2 separate regions of the Oryctolagus cuniculus genome follow, and region 1 is linked to region 2. A link is a contact called in public Hi-C data. All regions are on one chromosome and are shown on one strand. Each heading gives the region's core, a stretch centred on a gene start, on an enhancer-like site or on the middle of the called end of the contact. The rest is flanking DNA. Distances are from core to core; before and after follow the strand shown. Region 1 holds the start of MROH9 (maestro heat like repeat family member 9). Region 2 overlaps KIFAP3 (kinesin associated protein 3).

Evidence for each region. A called contact is a pair of places that touch in the nucleus more often than the background predicts.
Region 1: a contact with region 2 is called in a Hi-C map of skin fibroblasts, with 2.8 times the contacts expected there. The contact joins the promoter of MROH9 here to the enhancer-like site in region 2. A contact is called at or near these places in 4 of 6 Hi-C or Micro-C datasets (ear pinna, embryonic fibroblasts, psoas muscle and 1 more).

Annotation. Positions count from the first base shown.
Region 1 is chr7:28,897,087-28,901,840 of mOryCun1.1, forward strand. MROH9 (maestro heat like repeat family member 9) reads left to right here and starts at 1,810. Exons shown (of 23, transcript XM_051857125.2): 1 at 1,810-1,949. LOC127493547 (a long non-coding RNA gene) reads right to left here and starts at 1,764. Exons shown (of 3, transcript XR_007923825.2): 1 at 1,548-1,764.
Region 2 is chr7:27,803,127-27,808,265 of mOryCun1.1, forward strand. The region is part of intron 20 of KIFAP3 (kinesin associated protein 3); the gene reads right to left. Among named protein-coding and RNA genes, the nearest start is that of SCYL3, 49 kb to the left of the region's middle. Within about 2 kb of position 1,920, at least 1 of the 8 cell types and tissues checked has an H3K27ac peak or open chromatin away from gene starts, as enhancers often do.

The DNA.
Region 1 (4,754 bases), core at 560-3,059, 1.1 Mb after region 2:
TCCCTCCCAAAATCCAAGCTGCATATATTGCATAAATTGACAATCAGATTCTAAAATTCATGTAGAAACTTAAAGGATCCAGGATGGATAAGACAAGCTTGGAAAAAAAAAAAAAACCACAAAGCTTAAGATGTAATTTAAGGATGCCAAGACAATTCATTTGGGAAAAAATAGCCTTTTAAATAAGATAGGGTGGATAACAGCCATTTTTAACAAATGAGTCTAAGCTAACTCAACATGCAGATGCAGAGGTGTAAAGGTAGACTCATAACTCCCATCATATACTAAAATTAACTCAAAGCATGATGGACGTTTGACATAGCAGTTAAGATACCTCATGGGATGCCCACATCCCAAATTAAAGTTCCTGGATGGGGTAGCAGCTCCATACCCAATTACAACTTCCTGCTAATGCATGCTCTGAGAGGGATCAGGTGATAGCTTCAGTATTTGTGTCCCTACCACCACATGGGCAACCTAGATTGAATTCCCATATTTGGCTTTATCCCGGCCTAGCCCCAGCTTTTGCAGAAATTTTGGAGAGTGAACCAGGAGATGAGAGATCTCTGTGTGTCACATTCACTCTCTCTCTTTTAAGTCAGTAACAATTCTTAAAAATAAAAAAACTCAAAGTTTATCAAAAATCTAAATGTAAGATATTAAAATTACAAAACTCTTAGAAGAAAAGACTAGTTGGATCAGACAGTTAATTCTGAGTGAATTCTTGTGAGTCCAAAACACAAGTACTAAATAAATAATAATTGAATTTCATTTAAATTAAAAACTTTTTTTGCTTCAAAGGATAGTTTTAAGAAAGTGTAAAGGTAGCTCACAGAATAGTAGGGGATATTTGCAAATCATATACCTTATAATGATCTGGCATCCAGGATATATATTTAAAAAAATCACCAGCAGCTCAATACTAAAAAGACTCAAAATGCCATTTATTATATATTGTTTATATGAAATGTCCAGAAAGGGAAAATTCATGAAGAGAGAAAATTCATGAAGAGAGAAAAGCGATAAATGGTTTCCAGGCACTGGTGGGAAGAGGAATGAGGATTTGACTGTGGGAATGAGGTTTCTTGCAACTCAAAAACTCAACAATAAAAATAACAACCAATCCAGCTGAGATGAAAATGGTCCAAAATCAGTTCTGATTGTTGTATGATTGTACATATATTAAAAAAGCACTAATTGTATACTTTAAAATGATGAATTCTATAGTATATGAATTATTTAACAAATACATTATAAAGAGAATACTGCAATGAACATCCTTCTCCATGTTTTAGTACATCAATTGTTTAAATGTTTCTATAATCTTTGGACCTACAATTAGAAATTAAAGGTTGTAGGATTAAAATGTTGCTAGAATATGATAAATTGTTCCACAAGTTACTTATATCATTTATGCTTTAACCAATTGTATGAGAAATCTCAAAAGTTCTATTTATCCTTTATTTATTTGACATCAAATTTTATTGATTTATTTTTAATTATTATTTTGTTTTTACTTACTATAAATTTATGTTTAACTGACTTACATTACTTTGAACTGAAGTGAAATTAAATATATTTTCATAATTTTTAGCCATTCAGTTTCCTCTTCTATAAAATTTCTATTCATATCCTGTGTTTACTTCTACTGAGCTGTTAGTTTGCAAAAATATCTGACATTGCTAGTTACACAGGAACTAGAAACTTTCCATTCTCTGTAGTGAGAGATGAGCATTAACAGTCACTCGAACATGTTAGAGTATTCTAGCCAGACACCACAACCATTCTGGAATGGAATCTTGGAAACATATGGTTACCATGACAAATGAAAACATTTCAGAGGATTCTCATCATTTAACTGAACAGAGGACTTTACCTTTGCTTAAAAGGAAATATAAGTTTCTCTTCTATACTTTGCCTTACCAATGGTTACAGAGAAATTATAAAAAGTAAGTAATTATGCCCCTGTTAATCTTGCAAAATCTTGTCTTCTTTCTAACCCTGACCTTTTTTCTTAAGTGTCTTCGTTTTTGTTATTGATGTTATTGTTGTTGTGATAAGAGAAAAACCATGGATATATTAGAAAATATTTCACCATAGGCCGTCATCTAAAATTCCCACCAAATTTAACAATTGGAAGAATTCAACTTTGTTAGTTGAACCCTCCAACTTCATGTTGCATTAACCAGCATTCTCCAGAGAAATAGAACCCATACATAGAAACAGACATTGTAAGGAATTATTGACATGATTACAGAGATTGAGAAGTCCTACAACTTTCTAGCTGTAAGCCAGAGATGCAGGAAGTCCAATGGTATAGTTTGAAGGCCTTAGAGCCAGAGAGCCAGTGATGTGGATTCCAGCCTGATTCTGAAGGCTTGAAAACAAGGAGTGCTGAGGCAAAAAGATCAATGTCCCAACTCCGTCATCAGCTGTCATTGCTTAATGTGTAAGCGATGCAGAGAGGAAGTGAACATTCCTAAGCTTTCTTGTTTTATTTAAGCCCTCAGCTAAATATGGAATGGAGGATGCCCTTTCAATTGGGGAAGGCCAACTGCTTTACTGAGTCCACAAATTTAAATGTCGATATCTCCTGGATCACCTTGACAAACACAATTGAAAATAGTGTTTATCAATACTGGGCATCCTATGGTTCAGTCAGGTTGATATATGAGTCTACTTTCTGTCAATTTGGTTAACATTTCCTTAAACTTAATCTCTGAATAGAGACAAAATAAAATAAAAATTCCACCTAACATGATACAACTATTCTGCATACAATCCCAACATAAACAAAAACTTTGCCTTAAAAGGAGAAAAAGTCCTTAAGTGATGTTTATGTTTTTATGATATGCCAAAACTTAAGTAGTATGATGTAAAATTAAGAATATTTAAATGCCATGATTTGAAGTCAACACATGTTGAAGGAATAAGAGAGGAATGAAAATAAAAATACTTGCTATAAACACACATAGTTATTCATAATAAATTAAGAAAATATTGGGCAAAACACTCATAATGATTGCAGTTCTCATTTTTTTACTTGTCACACTATCATAAGTTGTGTTTTTAATTGCCTTCCTTGACTTCCTATTCTGCATTCCTTTGCCTTCAGCAAGTACCTCATGGTTTTTTACTTACTGAGGGGACCCGAATTCTTCTGAAACACGTGGACCATTAGCAATTCTACCTGAATTGAGTTGCTGTATGTTTCCATTTATTTTGATCACAAGCATGGTAAAACTGGAAAATGCCCTAAGGGATCTCCTACATTCCAGATACACTCTTCCTAATTTCTACTACCAAATAGTGGTCCAATTTATTCTTAGCAGGCAGGGTGAGACAGTTCAGCCAGCATAGCGAACTCTCTTCTTTTCCTTCTGATTCACAGGAAAGAGACCAAAGTGGCCAGTTGGCATCTTTAATTTCCAATTCAGTGGAACTGTTGTCTCCTGGTAGAAGAGGGATGCTTCTTTCTTCTGTATCTGATTTTAAGCCAGAAGATTATAAGGTCACAGGAACTGGAAGCAAGTGCACCACCACAAATAACAGTGAGTGGTGCCACTCTTATTTCCACTCATTGATTTTTAGACCTATGAATAGTGGTTATGGGAGAAACTGCACCATTAATTGAACACCAATTCAGAATATAATCAGCCTCATGAGGGAGCTTTCTTTTCTCAATCTTGTAAGATAGTGCCACCTAGCTGTAAATTCTACAGACAAATCTGAGTCTTCAAATGGTCATTCTACCATTCTATCAAAAAAGCTGCTTTAGGATGGTGAATTCCATGAGCATGATCCCATTGTCCCATTTCTTTGGCTGTGAAGTGAATTTCTTGTTCAGACACAATGTTATGTGGAAAACCATGATGATAGATAGATAAGGTATTCTGAAAGTTCACAAATTCAGTTATGGAAGAAATGTCGCATGCAGAGAACCTGTATCCAGAGTAAGAGTCTATTCCTGTAAAAAACAAAATTCTGCTCTTTCTATGAAAGATATGGCCCAATATAAGCAACCTGCCAGAAGGTGACTGGTTGATCATCCTGGGAGATGGTACTATATTGAGGACTCAGTGTTGGTCTTTACTACTGGCACACTGGGCACTTACTAGAGTCCCTTTTGTCATTTTTTTCTTTTATTTGGGGAATACACACTTCATGAATTTAATATACGCAAATTTGTGGACACTGTGATTCCTTCTCTAGGCTTCCCTCCTGCCCATGCTTAAACCCTTCTTCCTCCCCACTCTCCCACTCCCATTCTTATTTTTAACAAATCTGTTTTCAGTCAATTTTATACTCACGAGGTTAACCCTACATGAAATAGAGAGTTCACTGAATACTATGAAGAAAACAGAAAAATCAACAAAAACAAAAACAAAAAAATTGTTCCTCAACAGTCAAGATAAGGGCTGTTCAAAATCATCACATCTCAAGGTGTCAGTGTCACCTTTTAGGTACTCTATTAATTACCACAGATCAGAGAGACTATATGGTATTTATCTTTTTGTGACTGGTTTATTTCACTAAGTATAATGGATTCCAGTTGCATCCAATTTGATGCAAATGACAGCATTTCATTTTTTTCTTACCACTGTGTAGTATTCCATAGTCTGTGTGTGTGTTATGTGTGTGTGTGTGTTCAAATAATTTCTTTATTCAGTATTCACTTATGTTGATGGACATCTGGGTTGATTTCATATCTTAGCTATTGTAAACTGAGTTACAATGAACATGGGGGTACAGAT
Region 2 (5,139 bases), core at 670-3,169:
CTTAATGATATTTTTATGAGATGTTATAGCTGATACTTTTCTCATACTATGTCATCGTCGCATTAAGTTTTCTATTAAAATTTATTTAACTTATTTATTCCACTTTAGAGTCAAACCTCATGGATTTCATGTATACAAATTTAGGAACATCGTGATTCTTCCCATTCTACCTCCTTCCCGCTTATACTCCTGCCCTTTTTCGTCCTCCCACTCCCATTCCCATTCTTTTTTTTTTTTTTTTTTACAAAGATCTATTTTCAGTTAACTTTACGCTCATTAAGACTGACCCTATACTAAGGAGAGAGTTCAACAAACAGTATGAATGAAAAACAAGCAAACAAACAAACAACACTGTTCCATTAATTCTATTTCTTGGGTGTCTTAACACTTTCCCTCTTGTGTCTGAGTCTCCTACAAGATGGCCCTTTCTTTTGTAATTTTTAGTTATGAATACAATTTCAGTACCTCCCCCCACCTCCTCATTTCAGTTTGCACTGAGCTGTGGAAGTATTTCTACAGGGAGGTTCTGACCTTGATTAAAACACACTTCAGAATTCTGGGGAGATCACCTCACTGCACTGGGAGAACTGCAATGGCAGTTTCCTGGTGTGGATCCCCCTGAATTAGCTGCTCAGTATGAACTCTGAACGTATTCATTTGCAAGGTACAAGCGTGTGGTTTCTCTCACAGGTGACCATCCTCCACCACCTTGGGTCTTGGGGCACCTAGTCCTCTTTTCAACTTTTAAGGGAAAAAAAAGGGAGCCTTTAAGTTACAGGCTTTACATAGGGAATTCAGTTCCATTTTCCTGTTCTATATCATCTATATCTACTACAATACTCCTGTTAGTGGCTCTTTTTCTTTTTCTTTTCTTTGGCATTTGGGGTGTTCCCTATCTTCTTTATGAGGTCCTTCATGTGTTAGAAATTTTCATTACATTTTGCCCACCACCTCCACATACCTATATAGAAAGGGGTTCTTCCAAGTTAACTTATGTACCACATTGCTGGAAGTTCTTGCCATTTTATTCTTATTTCTTTACTCTGTACATCCAAGAAAAAAATTATAAATATGCATTCCCGTGATTTAAAGCTAGCTATCTTGAAGATAAAATTATTTGAAAGAAATAACTGAAGCAATTAAAATTTTTTATTTCTCCTTATTTGTAGCTATTAACAACAAAATAGTACTCCAGGAGGTGTCTAATAGAACTTGTCAGATGTGATTATCAAGCTGAAGTGAATACTTACTCAAACCTATAATGATATCAGGCTTTTTATGGCAATGCTTAATGAAGGCATACCATCTCGTCATCTTTAACTTACATTTCTTCAATTAAGTATAAGAACATTTTAAAACTGGCAGTTCTGTAGTATCAAGCAATGCTTCATTTCACACCACCAAATGTTCAGGGAACTTACTGAGTGGCTTAAATAACCCCTGGGTCAATAAACTGAGTCATTAGCACCTCTTTTAAATAACTGTTTGTCTGTTACTGGTTCAACATTTATATAATCTGTCATAATACCTTGGTTTTTTAAGGTACAAAAATTACTGCTGTAGGCTTAAGGCAGAGCATATCTTAAGTAGCAATATTTTCTCAGTGATCGTTTAACCATACTGTCTGGTACTGAGTGAGTTAAAGCCTGAACACCACAACTAATTACTATGTAATGCTAACCTTAGTTGCTGGTTCATTTTGAGACTCTTTAAAATATGAACTGTGTATTTTACCCCTATGCACTCTCTTAATGATTTGTTTTTTTAGACTGAAATCACTTCCAGCCATCAGTTATACTCTTGGTCTCTACATATGCACTTCTCCAAGCACAAATATTTCTTTTTCCTATTGGTCTGCCAGCCCTGTCAGAGCAAATTTCACTTTAAACTAAATGCTATGATACTTAAAACCTCTTGGATTACTCAGGCTGCTAGTGTGATCTATGACCTTCCAAGAATGACAGCTGAACTTTCCAATTTGCTTATACTGCTTGGGGAACTCGAAAGCACATGCCAAAAAGGAAAATGTTTCTGATGTTGAACAGAGAGGCGAGTTCTTGTTGGAGGTGGGGGCAGGAGACTATTAAGTACTGAAAAATACTAATAAGAAATGAAAAGAAACTAAACATGCTGTAAAGTCTAAGACCTCAAACATAATTCAAAAGTTAATGCTAGTACTAAAAATTCTTGAGCTGGACTAACTGGTTAAAATATGAATAATGACCTTTAGTTACTGTAATTTAAGCACCAACCAGAATCTTGAAGTTATAATACACTACCGAAATAACAAGTTTAAGAAATGGAATGGAATCCAACACTGTCCTGAGTACTTACTATACAAAATGGGCTCTATCAACTCTCTGTCTTTGTGGAACAGACTGAAATCTGACAAATGAGCAAAATCAGAGACAGCATGATCAACTGATATGCATACTACCTCCATTGAAATAATGCCATTCTCTCTTAAAGAAAGATTGTAATGTTAGATTCCTTTAAAAAGATCACGTCTCCAATGCCCTTAAATATTTGGGGAATATTCTGTTGTAGTTTGGAAACTTTCCACTTTCTCTCACTACCTTACACAAGAGGTAGACAAATGTATGTCCTTAAAAATTTTTTTTGATGAAAATTTTACCAAAGGATGCTTAAAGCTTCAAATTTATTTCTGACTAGTTGTTTCAACATTTTTTTGGGTTACATAACAGACAAACTATGTTTTGTTCATAAAAATCAAATGGTTAATACATAAATTTTTTTTGTTATCTAAGTGTATTTTTCTAAAATTCAGGGCATAAATCTGCTTAATAGAAAATATATATGCTTAATTTTATTTTCATTTCATTTGAAAGGGGGTAGAGAGATAGCGTGACAGTGAGTGAAGAAAGCAAGAGAGAGAAATGACAGGGATCTTCCATCCACTGGTCCACTTGCCAAATGCCTGCAACAACCAGGAGCCAGAAACTCAAGCCAGGTCTCCCACATGGGTGGCAGAGACCCAAGTATTTGAGCCATCAGTCTGCTGCTTCTGAAGGAAGGCATTAAAAGGAAACTGGATTGGAAGTGGAGGAGCCAGGACTTGAACCAGGCACTCCAATATGGGATACCAGTGTCCCAAGCAATGACTTAACTGCTGAGCCAAATAATCACCCCAGAAATTATATTTATACCTTAAAAATGCATGCTTCATAATAGCTAAGCATGAAAGTTTGAAAATATGATTCTAGACAACTTTAGAATTGAAAATATACATATTGGAAAGTGTTATTTGAAACTTTTCAACCAATAATTCAGTAATTTCAGTAATGAATGCAAGTCAGACAAGTATTTCAGTTACTCAGTGTCCTCTAAAACATTTAGGATCTCAGAATACTATAAAAGCATACTGGCATTGCTAAATGCACTAAAACAGGCACTAAAGTAAATCTGCATCTATCTCATAAGCTTTTGTGGTCCTGAAGAATACATTTAAATATTACATTATGGATATATTAAAAATATAAATTCATTTTTCTGCTTAGGTTAGCTAATTATAGATTGTTGTATTACAAGTCTTCTGTTGATGAAATAATATATTGCTGCTTTATCTTCCAAGAATGGACTAAACACTCTGGGCAGACACTTGGGTTGATACCAAGCAAATTCAGTGTAGGCTGGAATGTAAAGTATAGGATTCTGACAACTTGTACCCTGTCAATTTTAAATTAAAATTATTTTCCAAGTAGTATTAGGAAATAATATACTTCTTTTGACATTTCCCTCCTTAATTTAAGGATTGGCAATTAAACTTATTAAATTCAGCAAAACTCAAGAACAAACTTATCAACCAACAACTCATGAATTTTATTAAAGTTAGTGGGGGTGCAATGACCTCAAAGGTAGAATATCTGGATGAGATTTCTGTCTCTACTGATAGAATTTGTTACAGTCTGCATCTAACTTTCTTTGTCATGATTTCTTTTTCTGTAAACAATGGCTATCCCTTTTAACATGTCTACACCCTGAGGTTGTATTTTCAAGACTCATATTATAAGAATACACTCTTATAAGTATATATTTAGTTTTGTTATTGTTATGACATGAATATCATGTAGCCTTCCCTAAAAATGCTTAGGAAATTCTGGCTTCTGCCATGCAATCTAGGCATGTAAGAGATACTCTATCATACTTGGCATGCTTCTTGCACATGCTTTCTGTTTGTCTTTACAAGACTCTTACATAATTCATAGAGATTTATGCCTGCACATTGGCATTCTAATTGCTGTTGCACTAAAATTATGCCATAGCCAATCATACCTTGCTTTTACCATAGTGAGACTGGACTGCTTATACAAATAAGGTTTTTCAATCAAAACCTTTCAGACCCTATGTCATGCTTGACGTAAATGATACAACTTCTTTAGGCATGAAACACTAGGAGCATCTCTTAAATTCTTTTTCATCTTATTTTGTATTCAGTGAGCTTATTTTTAAAGAAGTAAACCAAAGGTAAAGTTTTTAGTTATCTCATGCAAATGACCACTTCCACATTGCACACATTCCTGTACTCAGGTTTACTGCTAGTGTTGGCTTTCTTAGAAAAGTGCACAGGTCATGAAAACTTTTGGGGTAGGAAATTTTCATTCTGTGATGTTCGCGTCTTGGGGTTGTGCCAATCTGACAATCTGGGACTTACAAGCAAATCCGGGCAATTATGAGAATTCCTCAGGGAGATGGGAATGCACCATACATTTCTGGGATCATCTGGGTTTGGGCAGTATTCCAAACCAGCTTCTAGGTGTATCCACATTATTTCAAGAGTGCAGGGCAAGGAACAAATTGACTCAATTTAACGTAACTTCGATTCCTACTTGCTGATAGCAAAGAGCACCTCCCCTTACCTCAGATTTTGAGGTAAAAAAAGGCAAGATGCAACTATAAGAAATTACAATAGTTCCTTTTTTCTCCATTCTGTATACAGAGAATGGAATAAGCTAATCAGCTCCATATTTGTAAAGGCCTTGAAACCCAAAAATCTTTTCTAAGAAAGCTTTTAGGAATTCTTATTTATTTATCACCTCAAAAGAGATCTCAGCATGAAGTTTGAACATCCATGTAAATACAGCTTTATGGGGTTTCCTGCATCACTTTGGAAAGATGTAG